Regions from separate parts of the Mus musculus genome. Here regions 2 and 3 are each linked to region 1. A link is a contact called in public HiChIP or PLAC-seq data. All regions are on one chromosome and are shown on one strand. Each heading gives the region's core, a stretch centred on a gene start, on an enhancer-like site or on the middle of the called end of the contact. The rest is flanking DNA. Distances are from core to core; before and after follow the strand shown.

The links. HiChIP or PLAC-seq counts read pairs in DNA pulled down with a chosen protein or histone mark.
Region 2: an H3K4me3 HiChIP or PLAC-seq map of bone marrow-derived macrophages shows a contact between it and region 1, with 6 times the contacts expected there. The contact joins the enhancer-like site here to the promoter of Smyd5 in region 1. A contact is called at or near these places in 8 of 39 promoter capture datasets (the 3T3-L1 cell line, 3T3-L1-derived adipocytes, embryonic stem cells and 4 more), 1 of 15 datasets of contacts at CTCF or cohesin (the NIH/3T3 cell line), 1 of 484 Hi-C or Micro-C datasets (bone marrow-derived macrophages), 10 of 115 datasets of contacts at active chromatin or transcription factors (bone marrow-derived macrophages, embryonic basal ganglia, embryonic forebrain and 7 more) and 3 of 9 other capture datasets (adipose tissue, liver and macrophages).
Region 3: an H3K27ac HiChIP or PLAC-seq map of trophoblast stem cells shows a contact between it and region 1, with 3 times the contacts expected there. The contact joins the promoter of Tprkb here to the promoter of Smyd5 in region 1. A contact is called at or near these places in 8 of 39 promoter capture datasets (the 3T3-L1 cell line, 3T3-L1-derived adipocytes, cranial neural crest and 4 more), 1 of 484 Hi-C or Micro-C datasets (pre-pro-B cells), 9 of 115 datasets of contacts at active chromatin or transcription factors (the 230-238 cell line, bone marrow-derived macrophages, embryonic basal ganglia and 6 more) and 2 of 9 other capture datasets (adipose tissue and liver).

Annotation. Positions count from the first base shown.
Region 1 is chr6:85,429,570-85,434,462 of GRCm38.p6, forward strand. Smyd5 (SET and MYND domain containing 5) reads left to right here and starts at 2,407. Exons shown (of 13, transcript NM_144918.2): 1 at 2,407-2,531. The coding sequence starts at 2,436.
Region 2 is chr6:85,153,644-85,158,574 of GRCm38.p6, forward strand. It overlaps the pseudogene Spr-ps1. Among named protein-coding and RNA genes, the nearest start is that of Gm33200, 9.7 kb to the right of the region's middle. Within about 2 kb of position 1,323, at least 77 of the 459 cell types and tissues checked have an H3K27ac peak or open chromatin away from gene starts, as enhancers often do. A contact at or near this core is called in adipose tissue, bone marrow-derived macrophages, embryonic forebrain and 3 more, where this site is marked.
Region 3 is chr6:85,913,973-85,918,525 of GRCm38.p6, forward strand. It overlaps Tprkb (Tp53rk binding protein), which reads left to right and starts at 1,747. Exons shown (of 6, transcript NM_176842.3): 1 at 1,747-1,818. Nat8f1 (N-acetyltransferase 8 (GCN5-related) family member 1) reads right to left here and starts at 1,660. Exons shown (of 2, transcript NM_023160.3): 1 at 1,562-1,660.

The sequences.
Region 1 (4,893 bases), core at 1,157-3,656:
GCTGGGAGAAGGCCTAACAGGTACAGATCCTTGCTGCCAAACGGAAGATCTGAATTTGATCCCTGGAACCTCCATGATGGAGCGAGAAAATCGTCTCCCCCCGTGCACACACCCACACACAGACACACTCACAGAATAGCTGTAAGAAAAAACACGTATAAAAACTGGAGAGATTGCTGAGCATTTAAGAGCACTTGATCTTGCAGAGGACCTTGGTTTGATTCCTAGTATCTATGTGGTGGCTTATCCAGTTCAGGGGACCCAAAGCCCTTTTCTGACTTATGCAGACACCAGGCACATACAGCCAAACATTCACACAGGTAAAAAATAAATAAAATGTATGAAGACAATAACAAAAAGAGGGGGAACCCTGAAACTTTTTTTTCATATCTCTGGGAAATCCTTCTGAAGGCTGGGCTCAGAAGTCCTATTCACCAGAGGAATTCAGCCATAGTTGTCTATCTCCTTCAGGAACAACTGGTCCATTGTGTGTGTGCACACCCATTCATGTTCATCAGAGGCCAGAGGGTCTTAATTACCTTCTTTTCTTTTCCTTTTGAGTCAGGCTCTTCTGTTGAACATAGAGCTAGCCCACTTGACTAGGCTAGTTGGCTGGGGAGCCCATGGTGTCACCCTGCCTCTACCACCTCGACCCTAGGATTGATATCCTGTTATGTGGGCGCTGGGGATCAAACCCAGGTCCTCGTGCTATGTGGCAAACACAGCCACAATTGGCTCACTTAAAAAAAAAAGTCACTGCTGGGCAGTGGTGGCGCACGCCTATAATCCCAGCACTTGGGAGGCAGAGGCAGGCAGATTTCTGAGTTCAAGGCCAGCCTGGTCTGCAGAGTGAGTTCCAGGACAGCCAGGGCTACACAGAAAAACCCTGTCTCGAAAAACAAAAAGTCAAATTTAGGAGTCAGAGGCAGGTGGATCTCTGAGTTTGAGGCCAGCCTGGTCCACATAGAGCTTTGTGGGCATTGGTGGTGGTGGTGGTGGTGGTATATGCCTTTGATCCCAGCACTAGGGAGGCAGAGCTTTATTGAGTTTGAGTTCCGCCGCCTGTTCAGAGTGAGTTCCAGGACAGTCAAGGCTACACAGAGAAACATTGTATCAAATGCAATGCCCCCCTCCCCACCAAGAGAGAACTTGTCTTAAAAAAAAAAAGACAAAAACTCAATCACTTACTAAACAATTACTAAGTTATCTCCCCCACCCCCTAAAGTCACTATGAAACGATAGCAGAGCAGACACAGGTCCCCTGTCAACTGGAATAGTCAACTGGGACACAAAACAATAAAAGGTATAGTAGTCAGGTCTAGTTGCAGAAATAGACCTGTCCTCTCTCCCAGCCTCGTGTACATTCATTTTTTGTGTCTACTTAAGGGGTCCTCATATGTGAGGTCCATTTATTACTGCTCCATAAACCACACTCTGCAATGTCAAGAAAGTCCCCAACTACTCTGAGGCACTGATCCAACCTAGTTATTTATAGAAAAAGGAAATCATTTTTTCTTCTTTTTCTTTTTTAACTTTATGCATGTGATTGATTTGCCTTTATGTATCTATGTGCCTGCCTGGTGCCTGAGGAGGTTGGAAGAGGGGTCATCAGAGCCCCCAGAACTGGAGTTACAGATAGTTGGAAACCAGTATTGGAAACCAAACCAGGATCCTCGGCTAGAGTATCACGTGCATTTCTCTTTCAGACAGGTTTCATGTACTCACTACGTAGTTGAGGGTTGACCTTGAACTTCTGGTCCTCCCTGCCCTCACCTCCTGAATGCAGAGGTTATAGGCATAGTCGGAATGCTGGTTTTAAGCAGTGTTGTGGCTCAAAGTTCTGCACTCATGTGTTCAAAGCAAATCTCTCCCAAACATAGAATAAAAATGTTGCCACCAGAGGGAGGGAAAAATTTTAAACCGAGTGAGCCCAGCATCCAACCAGGATGGAGGGTCAAAGCAAAAATAAGACAGTCTTCTCTGGGTCTAAAAACTTTGTTCGGTGTTGGAGGTAATGACGAGGGGCTGCTTAAGCAGGAAGAGGGCTGCAAACTTTTGGCCAGCCTGGGATACATAGTGAGACCCTGTCTCAAACACCAGACAGTGGGAAGAGCAACTATGGACACTTAAGAACACAGCTAGGATAGGCTGGAGGGTGGGGGGTGGGGAGTAGGGGGTCTTCCCCTGAGCTACTCCATCAGCCGTCATTCATGCTGTCCATCCGACATAAGCTACCGAGTCAGACACAGTCTACCAGAAGTCCAAGCACAAAGTCAGGCCAGGTTCCACCCAATCAAGCAACCAAGACACCAAAAGCCTTGAATTGCTAGCCACGTCCCAGGGCGGGGTAAGGTGGGGAAGGGAGCGCTCGCTGGCTCTGTGGGCGGGGCCTCCCGGGACGGGGTCAAGGGTCAGAAGGCAGAGGCGTGCCCAAGATGGCGGCCTCCATGTGCGACGTGTTCTCCTTCTGCGTGGGCGTGGCGGACCGTGCCCGGGGTTCCGTGGAAGTCCGTTATGTGGACAGCATCAAGGTGAGGCCAGGTCGGACCGGGCCCGGAGAGCCACGCGGGGGAACCCACGCTCACATTCTGGAGTCCGGGCCCCTCGGCGCCAGTCTGGTTGCTGCTTGGGCCCGGGGTGCAGAGTCGGTCCTCGTGCCCAGGCTCGTGGCGATATCGCGCGGGGGGAGGGAGGAAAGCCCGGTCCACTGGCGGGTGGCCGTGCTGCTGCTGTCCTGGGTGGAGTTGAGGCTCTGGGTAGACCTGGGGTTGAGGGATATCCTGGGCCAGATTAAAGCCAAGGCTATCTTGGTTAGGCTGGGGCTTAGTTAGCTACTATTCTGGCGGTAGTGAGGGGAGTACTTAGCCGAGGGAACGGAGGTATGAAGCAGACTGGGCTCCCCAGCGACCCTTCTGACTAAGGTATGGGTGGAGACTTGGAAAGAGAGCTAGGGAACTTGGACCAGAACCTACACACCGAGCACTTCTCCTGAAGGGTTTTAAGCAAGAGAATGACATGATTTCGTGATTCGTATTATGGTTCTTTTTTGTTGCTTCTGTTGTTGTGCTTTTTGTTTTTGTTTTGTTTTGAGACGGGGTCTCATTTTGTAACTCCAGCAGTCCTAGAACTCACTATGTAAACCAGGCTGCTCTGCCTCACCAGTGCTGAGATTAAAGACTTGTGCCAGTATGATCGGCTCTATTAATCGTGTTTTATTCCCTGTAGAATAGAAAATTCACATAAGTAAAGGCAAAAAAAAAAAAAAAAAACACTCCAAATTGTTCTTGAGGCTGGACTTGAACTCATCTACCAACACCCAAGTGCTGGTTAATGGGCCTTGTGGCTGAAACACCCCACCTCCATCCCACGTTTTCTTTTAATACATGTTTTCAGTACATCTTTAGTATCAGCGGTCCCATTTCTACTTGGTTAAAGAGTTGATTGATAGCCGGGCGTGGTGGTGCACGCCTTTAATCCCAGCATTTGGGAGGCAGAGGCAGGCGGATTTGAGTTCAAGGCCAGCCTGGTCTAAAAACCTACAAACCCAAGGAGTTGATCAATAAGAGTTTTGGGGTGGGGGGCGCACTTCACTCAACCAAATCCTTCTGTATGGCTCCTTTATGTTGTATCTTCTCAGTCCTGAGAGCAAAGGTCTCTGCTGGCTTCGCTGCAGACAGGCTTTTGTTCTCTCTGGCACTGTTTTCTCACTAGGTGCCTTTGCCAGTTGATATATGCAAAATGCTATGGTTTTGACTTCATTTGCATTCCCCTGGGTAAAAGTCAGGTTAAATAATCATAATAACAACATGCATATCCTTGGTCCTTGACCCAAGATGTTGTCATTTGCTGTCAGCATCTCCATATCTGTCCAGGTTCCCATTTTAAGTTTCTCTTATCTTTCTGTTCCATAGGCATTGAGAGCAAGTACTCCTATCTGCCCATGGGTAGGAAGCTAGCTTGCTGGTCTCCTTTGTGTCCTTAGCTGCTCACATCCCCATTACCACCCAGAGCTGGTCCATCTGGGGGCCATCTGAGGTGTCTCAGATCAGTAATCCCTTTCATCACTTTTTTAGTCACCGTACTCCTCCCCTACCTTGGCCCAAACTCCCTTCTTCACTTCCTCCTCATTTTTTACTTCCACCAGTCCCTTTGCCCAGTTCTGTCCTAGCCCTCTCTCAAGACCCCAGCTAGTGACTAGTCCTAGTGACCCTGGCCTGTATTCCAACAACTCAGGAGACTGAGGTAAGAGGACTCTTGTGAGTTCCAGGCTAGCCTGGGGTACAGAGTAAAATCCTGTCTCAAAAACAAACCAACCAACTCCAGCTGGTCACAGTCCTCTGCCTGTCCCTAATATTCTGCTAGGAGAATCACTTTCCCATGTGGACGTAGAGCCAGGTGGCTTACCGAGGGCTGTGGCAGCTACAGTCATCTTTGGTTTGTAGTTTTTCTTTCCTTTTGTGCTGTCTTCCTCAGGTTACCATAGAACACTCATGCCTGGCTTAGAGTGAAATGAGAAGTACTCATTCTTTGAGTGTTTTAGAGAACTATCGCCTGAAGTGTGATGTGAGGCAAGAGGGAGGGTAACTTCCGGCACTCTGGTCTGCTTTTTTTTTGTTGTTTTGTTTTTTTTTTTTGTTATTTTTCGAGACAGGGTTTCTCTGTATAGCCCTGGCTGTCCTGGAACTCACTCTGTAGACCAGGCTGGCCTTGAACTCAAAAATCCGCCTGCCCCTGCTTCCTGAGTGCTGGGATCAAAGGTGTGCGCCACCACTGCCCCACTCTGTTCTGCTTCTGTGGATGTTAGAAGGGATGATTTTTAGATATCTGTGAAGTGTTATGCCAGGGACCAATCAGTGGAGGATGGAATCTAATGAGGCCTAGTCGGTGCCAGTT
Region 2 (4,931 bases), core at 73-2,572, 280 kb before region 1:
GGCCATTGAACTTGAAATGCACCTGGCACACGCCTTTAACCAGGAGGAAGAGGAGGGGATGGGTCTTAGTGAGTTCTGGGCCAGCCTGGTCTACAGAGTGAGTTACAGGATAGTCAGAGCTCAATATAGAAACACTGTCTCAAAAAAAAAACATGAAAAAAGGGAAGTGTATATGTCTCCATCTTCAAGTGCTGAGTCTTCTCTGCACTCTGGGGAATAAACTCAGATCTCACATGGGAAGCAGGCACTGTAAGCACAGAAAAGGTCATTATGCCAGCCTTCTTGTGCTTCTAAATCTCTCCCACTCTTGACTTGCAGCCCAGCCAACTCTCATTGAGGACCCGAGGACCAGGAACAGCAAGGTGTCTATGCGACTTCTTCCAGGGACCTTTCCCTGGGCAGCCCAAGTATGAATGGTATTTTGTTCCTTTATTATGGCGTGCATAGAAAAAAGGAAGGACAGGGTGTTGCTACAGAGCGGCCAGAAGGGGGCAGGATAACATCAGTTTATAACTACTGCAGAGCCAAAAGATTGGAACTTGAGAGGGGTGCCCTCTGATGGTTGGCTTCCCAGTCCGCCCTAGCTAAGAACTGCCTAGTCCTACCACTTGAACTTTCTGAAACAAAGAGGAGCTAGCCGCTAGCCTGCTTGCCTGTAATTCCGATGGACTCTAGCTCACCTCAGACTAAAAATGGATCAAAGCAATCTCTATGTCTTTCTCTCCTGTCCTCCTCAGACATCTCCAGAGAGCTGGGATATTTTTCTTTCCCATTTGAGATTATGAAGTTGTTTCTAGAGTGCATGACACAGGTTGAAGGATAAGTACACAGGTCCCAAGGAACCAAGCGTTTTCACTGACAGTGATGAGTCTTGTTCGTGAGATTGTTGTGATTCTCAGCCTTTCTCTTCCCCTGTGTGTGCTCTTCATTTTCTGGTTCTGTCTGCCTAGCACCTCCTGGGGAAGCTGCTGTGCTTTTCCAGAGAAGGCTTCTGTTAATCAGAGTGCAAAGGGACCACAAGCTCTACGCAGGCAAGGACTTCATCCAAGACTGTCACTGGTCTCTAACTGGTATGTCCTGTATGGATAAAGACAAACCAACCCTGGAGGGGGAAGCTGATCCTGGAACAGGGTGGAAATTGAGAAAGGGGCTGAACTTATGGGAGTGGCGTTCAAGGGGAACTTAGAAGCACTAGGAAGGGGACTGGGATTTCCTGCTGAGCCATGGCTCCCTGGCTATTCGTCACTTTTTTCACCCAAACACGAGTGGATGCTGGCCTGAACTTCCACTGTCCAAAGCCAAGGATAGGCTCCGCCCCACGCTGGTTAGGTAGCAGCCCATGAAGTTGAGCTCCAGACAAAGAGTGTGGCAGGCTGGGAAGCGCTGTGTGCGTGCTGACCGGGGCCTCCTGGGGCTTTTGTCCCGCCCTGGCCCCGCAGCTAGCCCGGTTGCAGTTACCGGGTTCGGTGATGCTCCTAAACGCACGCTGTGAGTTCGTGCTGTGGCAACTGAAGGAGGAGCTGGGCTCGCAGCAGCCGGGCCTGCACCCGCTCCACACACCACTCTGGCAGCTGCGGGCACCGAGGCCGGCATGCAGCGGTTGCCTCTGAGCGCGATGCTGAGCTCCCGAGGCCCGAGGGGCTGCAGCGCCTGCTGCTCATCAACAACGCAGGTGAGACTCCGGTCCAGACCCCGGCTGCGAGCTCTCACCTCATCGCCTTTTGGGTAAGAGGAGGGCAAGTTCGCAAAAGTCCAAAGTCCAAGAGGGTGTACCAGTGTCACTGATGAGTGACAGTGCCTCCTGGCGGGTGTGTGAGTCAAGACTTTTTGAACAAATCTCTCTGCTTTACTAAAGAGCATTCAGGAGTAGTCTTAGCTTGCATTAGGGGTGTCTGCAGAGCTGGGGCAGAGGGATAGCAAACGCCTATGGGGAGGAACTGAGGAAGGCTGAGGAAGAAGAGCGCCCCAGTTGTGCCATTTCTTTGGTCCTGTTTTTTTTTTGTTGTTGTTGTTTGTTTTTGTTTTTGTTTTTCAGCCACTCTTGGGGATGTTTCCAAAGGCTTCCTCAACGTGAATGACCTAGCTGAGGTGAACAACTACTGGGCTCTGAACCTGACCTCCATGTTCTGTTTGACCTCCGGCACCTTGAATGCCTTCCGGGATAGCCCTGGCCTGAGCAAGACTGTGGTTAACATCTCATCTCTGTGTGCCCTGCAGCCCTACAAGGGCTGGGGTCTGTACTGTGCGGGGAAGGCTGCCCGAGACATGCTCTACCAGGTCCTGGCTGCTGAGGAACTGAGTGTGCGGGTGCTGAGCTATGCTCCAGGTAGGTGGGTGCTCCTGACAGTGCTGTCCCTAGACTTAGCTGGTACCTTTCTGCCACACCACCTCCAATAGGATCTGTGTGACAAGTGCCACAGAGTGAGGAGATTGACCTCAAAATGGGGAGGCCTCCTGGAAGCCATTATGGAACTCTTTGCCGGAGAAAAAATTATTGAGCTGTAGTTCTCATGGTGATCTATCTGTTTTGTTTTTTCTTATTCCTTTTCTTATTTACATGTTCTGATAGCCTAGACCAAGATCTTAAGTGAGAATAATGGGTCAGAAACCATCCCTAGAGATAAGGTCACTACAGGACCTTATCCCCAGGGAAGCCAACACTTTACTTTGTAAATCATTTACAAAACTATGATGATAGATAAAAACTTTCCCAACAGCCGGGCGTGGTGGGGCATGCCTTTAATCCCAGCACTCAGGAGGCAGAGGGAGGCAGATTTCTGAGTTCGAGGCCAGCCTGGTCTACAAAGTGAGTTCCAGGACAGCCAGGGCTATACAGAGAAACCCTGTCTCAAAAAGAAACAACAACAACAACAACAACAAAAAAACCCCAACTTTCCCAACAGTAAAATTTCATATGTGTGTCATCAGAGGTGGGTTTTGGTATATGGTAAAGAAAGCCTTAATTAGAAAAAAATTAAAATAGTTTAAATTTACGTGTTGAAGATTTTTTTAAAAATGAGGCATTAGATGTTAAATAATAATTGACCATGGGGCTGGAGGGTTAGCTCAGCAGTTAAGAGCACTGACCATTAAAAATTTATTAACCTGCTCCTGGAAATATGCCACAAGCCTTGGACGACAGCCCCCACTGAATACATCCCTTTAGAACTGTTATATTTTGATGATTTATAATGATATTACCTGTTCTGTTTGTGATTCACTGAATACATAGTTTCAGAGTTGTAATGCTTGGATGATTTTTGTGCTTTATTGTGCTAAATGATTTTTGTTGATATTTGTGATTGTCTCACTGGATATAGTTTCGAAGCGATGTAATGTTTGGTTTTTTTTTTTTAATGTATAAAATCCCCTGCTCGAGAGCTGCAAAATACACCCAGAATCAAACTGCCTCTGTGTTTGTTTCTGTTTGTCACCACCGAATCCTTACCCACCCAGCTTCAAGGACCCTCATTCCAGGGACACCCATACACGACTGGGGTGGTCCATGGCACCTTTCTGGGGGCTGGGCAAGGAGGGGGAACCTGATCTATATTCTCAGTAAAGAATCCAAAAACTATTGGGCCCCTAACACCTCTGGTAATGACTCCTCACTTCGTAAGAAAAATACAGACTCCCAAGAAGTTGGAGCAGTCAGGGGCCGAGGTACTCAGCCTCAGGAGTTGTCCGATTAGCAGGTGGGATAAACATCCAGACACATAAAATGCATTAAGACTAAAACTAAAAAGACAAAATGCCTTTATATGTTCAGCTGTCTGCTTTTGTCCCTCAAGGGACACATACTGTTCCTCCATGTGTGCCCGACACCCAATAAAGCTGTATGGAGGATGGACACATGGAATGTTCAAAGACAAGCAAAGAGATAGTGGTGAGCACCTCAGGCTGAGCCGTGCTGGACGCTGAGTGGAATGCAGAGGGTGCTAGCATGGAGAAGACAGGGCCGCTGTTCTTATGGACATTTAGGGTACGAGGACTTCTGAGACCTTGTCTTGTCCCTCTAGCCTATTAAGATGCCACTGTGCCTTTCTTCTAAACTTGTGATTTCTGCTTAAAAGGTAGCAACATGTAATAGAATGAGCAGCTAAGGGGTGAGATCCAATTGTCTGTACCTCTTTGGACTAGGACAGGATTCTGGAGACACAGGCAAAATGGTCTGTCTAACGCTGGAGGGAGGCAGGACCAGGATCCAAGTTTGCCTCTAACTTCTTGATCTATACTATGTTTCCTCATCTCATGTAGCACCTGCCCTATGCACACATGCAAGATATTTCTTGTTCCAATATCCAGCTCACCTGCTCTGAGCTCAGCCTAGGCTCCTTCAGACAGCAGCGATCACGTGTAAACCACAGCCAGGAGGGGAGCCAGTTCCAGAAGGGCCCAGAGCTAAGTTAGCTCTCTGGAGGCTGCCTCAGTTTTCATGGAGGAACTGAGAACCTCCCCCAGAGCCTGGAGACAACAGGGCCAGCCTAGTTCTCATTTCAGTCTCTGGAAGAATCTTCTAACAGGTTACAAAGATGGAGATGTCTGTTAGGAAAGATAGCAAGCCTCTGCCCAGTGGTGCTCAAGGAGATAAAACGGGGCAAGGCAGAGCAGCTGAGAATTAAGCAGAAGTTCAAAGTCAGCCCTGAGTACACAGCAAGTTAGAGGCCAGCATGGGCTCCAAGAGAGTGTCTCAAAATACAAGAGAGCGAGAGGAACAGCGGAGGATCTGGCTGGAGGACATTCAAATGTTAGCCAAGTGCTCTTCCAGGCCTTGTGATTTTTCTGCCCCTAAAATGCCATTAAATTTTAGGAGGTTTCACAATCCCATAAGCAAACAGGAGACATTTTCCAGAAATGCAAGTAAAAGTGACAAAGCTTGTTAGAAAGTAGCAGTGAGTGAGTGCTTTGATAGCCACTTCACACCTTGCCCA
Region 3 (4,553 bases), core at 497-2,996, 480 kb after region 1:
CTGCAGAAATACAGCCTCTAATGGACATCCCCATTAGTGATTTAATGGAGATGCAAGGACGTCACCAACAGGATAAACAAAATGTAAAAAAAAAAAAATAGACAAGGTAGGCTCTAGGGTTTATTGGCATTAATTCCTTGACATGTGTCACTCATTCACGCCTTCAACACAGAATCAGATCGGTTGGGACAGATCCCATCACAGGGCTGAGAGATAAAATTAAACCACCACAACCAAACAATAGTATCTTCAGAGATGTGGAAAGGAGTCAGAATTAGAACCAAGTCACACTGCTTGTGTGAAATTCCAGCACTGGGGAAGCTGAAACAGAAAGGCTATAAGTGCAGGGCAGTCTAGCCCTGGTGAGTGAGACTGGACTCACTGTGGTGGACTTTCCAAAAGGAAAGCTGAGAAGTTACAGAGAAATGGTTTTATATGTGGCTACCTGACACTGTCTTCTAACTTTGGTTCAGACCTTTATTGTCTATATCTGTTTCAGAACAAAGCATATTTCAGAAATTCTCACTCCAAGACACAGCTGCTCCTGCTACATATGGTATGTTCTGATGTACATCTTTTTGTGCCAGAGAATTCTCTTACAAGAAAAGAAGTCATTCCGACAACCAACCAGGTGCACGGTGTCAGGATGTCATCTTTCATATGACACAGATCTCAGAGTTGCTACTGATAGTGAAGAATGATTGGGGACAGATAGGGACACTTTCATATTCTGGATTATGAAGACACACTTGTACTTCACACTGAGGAAAGGAAACGAAACGGACACCCTCTCATTTGTTTTGAATTAACCTCCCAGGTATCTCTGTAGGGGTGTAAGGTCGATTATCAGTAGAAATTAATTAGATTCTGAGTTCCAATGTGCCTGTGTCCAAACACCTGCAGACGAGGAGAAAGCCAAGAAAGTAAGAAGCAAACATCATATGAGAAGTGTCCTCATGTTGACCATCTGGCCAGAGAGGCAAAACAAAACGGAGCTCCAGGATTATTGGCTGTCTTTGCCTATGGCCCTATCTCCTCCTTATATATTCTGCTGGGTGAAGATGGCAGGGAATGCATGTCTGTAGGGTAATTAACCTACTATTTCAGACTGCAGGTTCTCTCTGGATAAACTAATTTTAAGATTCAAGCTCTTTATTCATTGGGTTCTCTTGACAGGTAGCAAGGACTAAAATCCGGACTCACTATCTTGGTGGCCACCCTTCCCCGTGAGCAGTACCCTGGTCTTGTATAATTCCCTGAGGCGGATGGCTTCTGGGGACTTGATCCCAGCGTCGCGTCCTCTGGTCTGCTCAAGAAATTTGCCTCTTTCCTCTGTCACAGCTGTGAAAGTCCACTTGTCTCTAGATCTCCAAGCACCGGAAGCGCTCCTTCAATGTAAGCCACAACCACGCCAGATCCCCGTTTCCACCCAAGAGCATACTCGGTAAACTGAGTCTGGAAAGCTCTGATAAATTGTGACTCCCATCCTGGTGAATATTTTTCTTTTTCACAGGAAAAGAGTGTTCAACACAGGCTAAGAACAGGGCTGACAACACCATACCTCAGCTTCTAGGCCCGACCAGTGGGGGCTTTTCCACCTCCGAAGCCGGGACAAATTAGAGTTAGTTCTCCTTGTCCTCCGCCAGCAGCTTCTAGCGGTACTAGGAGTCCGCTCCACTTCCATTTTAGAGCCAGGAGCACGCCCACCGGAAACTGGGCGCCTCGGCGCCCGCCCACCTATCAAACATTAAGCACTTCCGGAAGTAGAGAGCTAAGTTTCCTAGGGGACGATCTTCTGATGCGGGCGTAGGATGCAGGGTGAGTTCCGCCCTGTTGCTCTTTCCCTGCGGACAGTTTTGCGGGCGAAGTACGCGTGCCTTTGCCCGTGTTTGTCGCGAGCCCCGGTGGAGAGCGACATGGTCTCAGGAGCGCGGCTCGGGACGGAAGGCCGCTCGGCTGCGCGCGCCGGGGCGCCCCCTGCAGGCGATGCCCGAGGCTGAGGCTGGAGGAGCCGCGTGCGGACCGCACAGCCACAGCCAGGCCCAGCGCTGGGAGGGAGGCGCGGCGGAGAGCGGAGTCGCCTCCACCCCAGGCTTTACCCGGGCCAGCGAGCGGCCTTGGCAGGAGGGACCCAGGCAAGAAGCCCTGAGGGTAGTAGGGACGCCCTGTTGGAAAGCCTGACCAGCCTAAGCCGAGGGCAGGCCATGCCATCCGGGTTGGAGAGGAGTCAGGCAGGGTCCAGACTACATGCTGGTCCCAGTGACATAGTTAGTGCTTTAGCTTCAGCCTGACTTCCTCCTGAAGGACCCCGTGACCATTGGGATAGGCTAGAATTGCATTACTGGTGACAGGGCCCGGATGAGGACGCTGTTAAGGTGTTATTGATAAGAGGTGATGGCAGTGCTTGTGACAAGGATGAGTCAGGAGAGATGTGGATATAGAGTCAGAACGTGGACACTGGACGTGAGAAGCCTTAGACCACCTCCTGTTGCTAATACCACAGTACCTCATGGTGGGTGAGGTGTTTTGTTGTGTTTTCCTAGACAGGGTTTCTCTGTGTAGCCCTGGATGTCCTGAACTCATACTGTAGACCAGGCTGGCCTTAAACTCAGAGATCTGCCAGCGTCTGCCTCAAGCCAGGGAGCAGGTTAGGAGGCTAGGCAAACTTCATTTGTAATAGAATCGCTTTGGAGATAGAAGCCTTTATTTGATAATCATATAACTGGATTAACAAAATTTTGACCTGGGCAGCGGTGGCACACACCTTTAATCCCAGCACTTGGAAGGCAGAGCAAAACAAAACCCAAAAAACAAAATTTTGAGTTCAAAGGCCCCAATTGCCCCTGAGGTAAACTATTAACTTTATAGTGATATGAGCGGATTAATTATTTTTTATTTTTATCTCTTAGTACAAAGTCCTAGCCACCTTCTTAATTCCATACTTGGCCTCACCGTTTAATATCACACATCGGGAACTAAATGTCAACATGACTCTTTTTTTTTTTTTTTTTCAAAGAAAAAAATCACATGATCATTTTATTTGATGCTGAGAAAACATTTGACATAGTTCTTTTTTTTGTTTTTTTTTTATTAGATTTTTTTATATACATTTCAAATGCTATCCTGAAAGTTCCCTATACCCTCCCTCCGCCCTGCTCCCCTACCCACCCACTCCCGCTTCTTGGCCCTGGCATTCCCCTGTGATGGCTGACTAGGCCATCTTCTGCTACATATGCAGCTAGAGATATGAGCTCTGGCGGTACGGGTTAGTTCATATTGTTGTTCCACCTATAGGGTTGCAGACCCCTTCAGCTCCTTGAGTGCTTTCTCTAGCTTCTCCATTGGGAGCCCTGTGTTCCATCTTATAGATGACTGAGCATCCACTTCTGTATTTAACAGGCACTGGCATAGCCACATATGAGACATCTATAACAGGGTCCCTTCAGCAAAATCTTTCTGGCATATGCAATAGGGTCTGGGTTTGGTGGCTGATTATGGGATGGATCTCTGGGTGGGGTAGTCTCTGGATAGTCCATCTTTCCTCTTAGCTCCAAACTTTGTCTCTGTAACTCCTTTCATGGGTATTTTGTTCCCTATTCTAAGGAGGAATGAAATATCCACCCATTGGTCTTCCCTCTTCTTGATTTTCTTGTGTTTTGCAAATTGTATCTTGGGTGTTCTATGTTTCTGGGCTAATATCCACTTATCAGTGAGTACATATCATGTGAGTTCTTTTGTGATTGGGTTACCTCACTAAGGATGATATCCTCCAGATACATCCATTTGTCCAAAACTTTCATAAATCCATTGTTTTTAATAGCTGAGTAGTACTCCATTGTGTAAATGTACCACATTTTCTGTATCCATTTTTCTGTTGAGGGACATCTGGGTTCTTTCCAGCTTCTGGCTATTATAAATAAGGCTGCTATGAACATAGTGGAGCATGTGTTCTTATTACCAGTTGGAACTTCTGTGTATATGCCCAGGAGAGGTATTTTTGGATCTTCTGGTAGTATTATGTCCAACTTTCTGAGGAACCTCCAGACTGACTTCCAGAGTGGTTGTACAAGCTTGCAATCCCACCAACAATGGAGGAGTGTTCCTCTTTCTCCACATCCTCGCCAGCATCTGCTGTCTCCTGAATTTTTGATCTTAGCCATTCTGACTGGTGTGAGGTGGAATCTCAGGGTTGTTTTGATTTGCATTTCCCTGATGATTATGGATGTTGAACATTTTTTCAGGTGCTTCTCAGCCATTCGGTATTCCTCAGGTGAGAATTCTTTGTTTAGCTCTGAACCCCATTTTTAATGGGGTTATTTGAATTTCTGGAGTCTAGCTTCTTGAGCTCTTTGTATATATTGGATATTAGTCCCCTATCTGGTTTAGGATTGGTAAAAATCCTTTCCCAATCTGTTGGTGGCCTTTTTGTCTTATTGACAGTGTCTTTTCCCTTGCAGAAGCTTTGCAATTTTATGAGGTCCCATTTGTCAATTCTTGATCTTACAGCACAAGCCATTGCTTTCTGTTTAGGAATTTTTCCCCTGTGCGTCAAC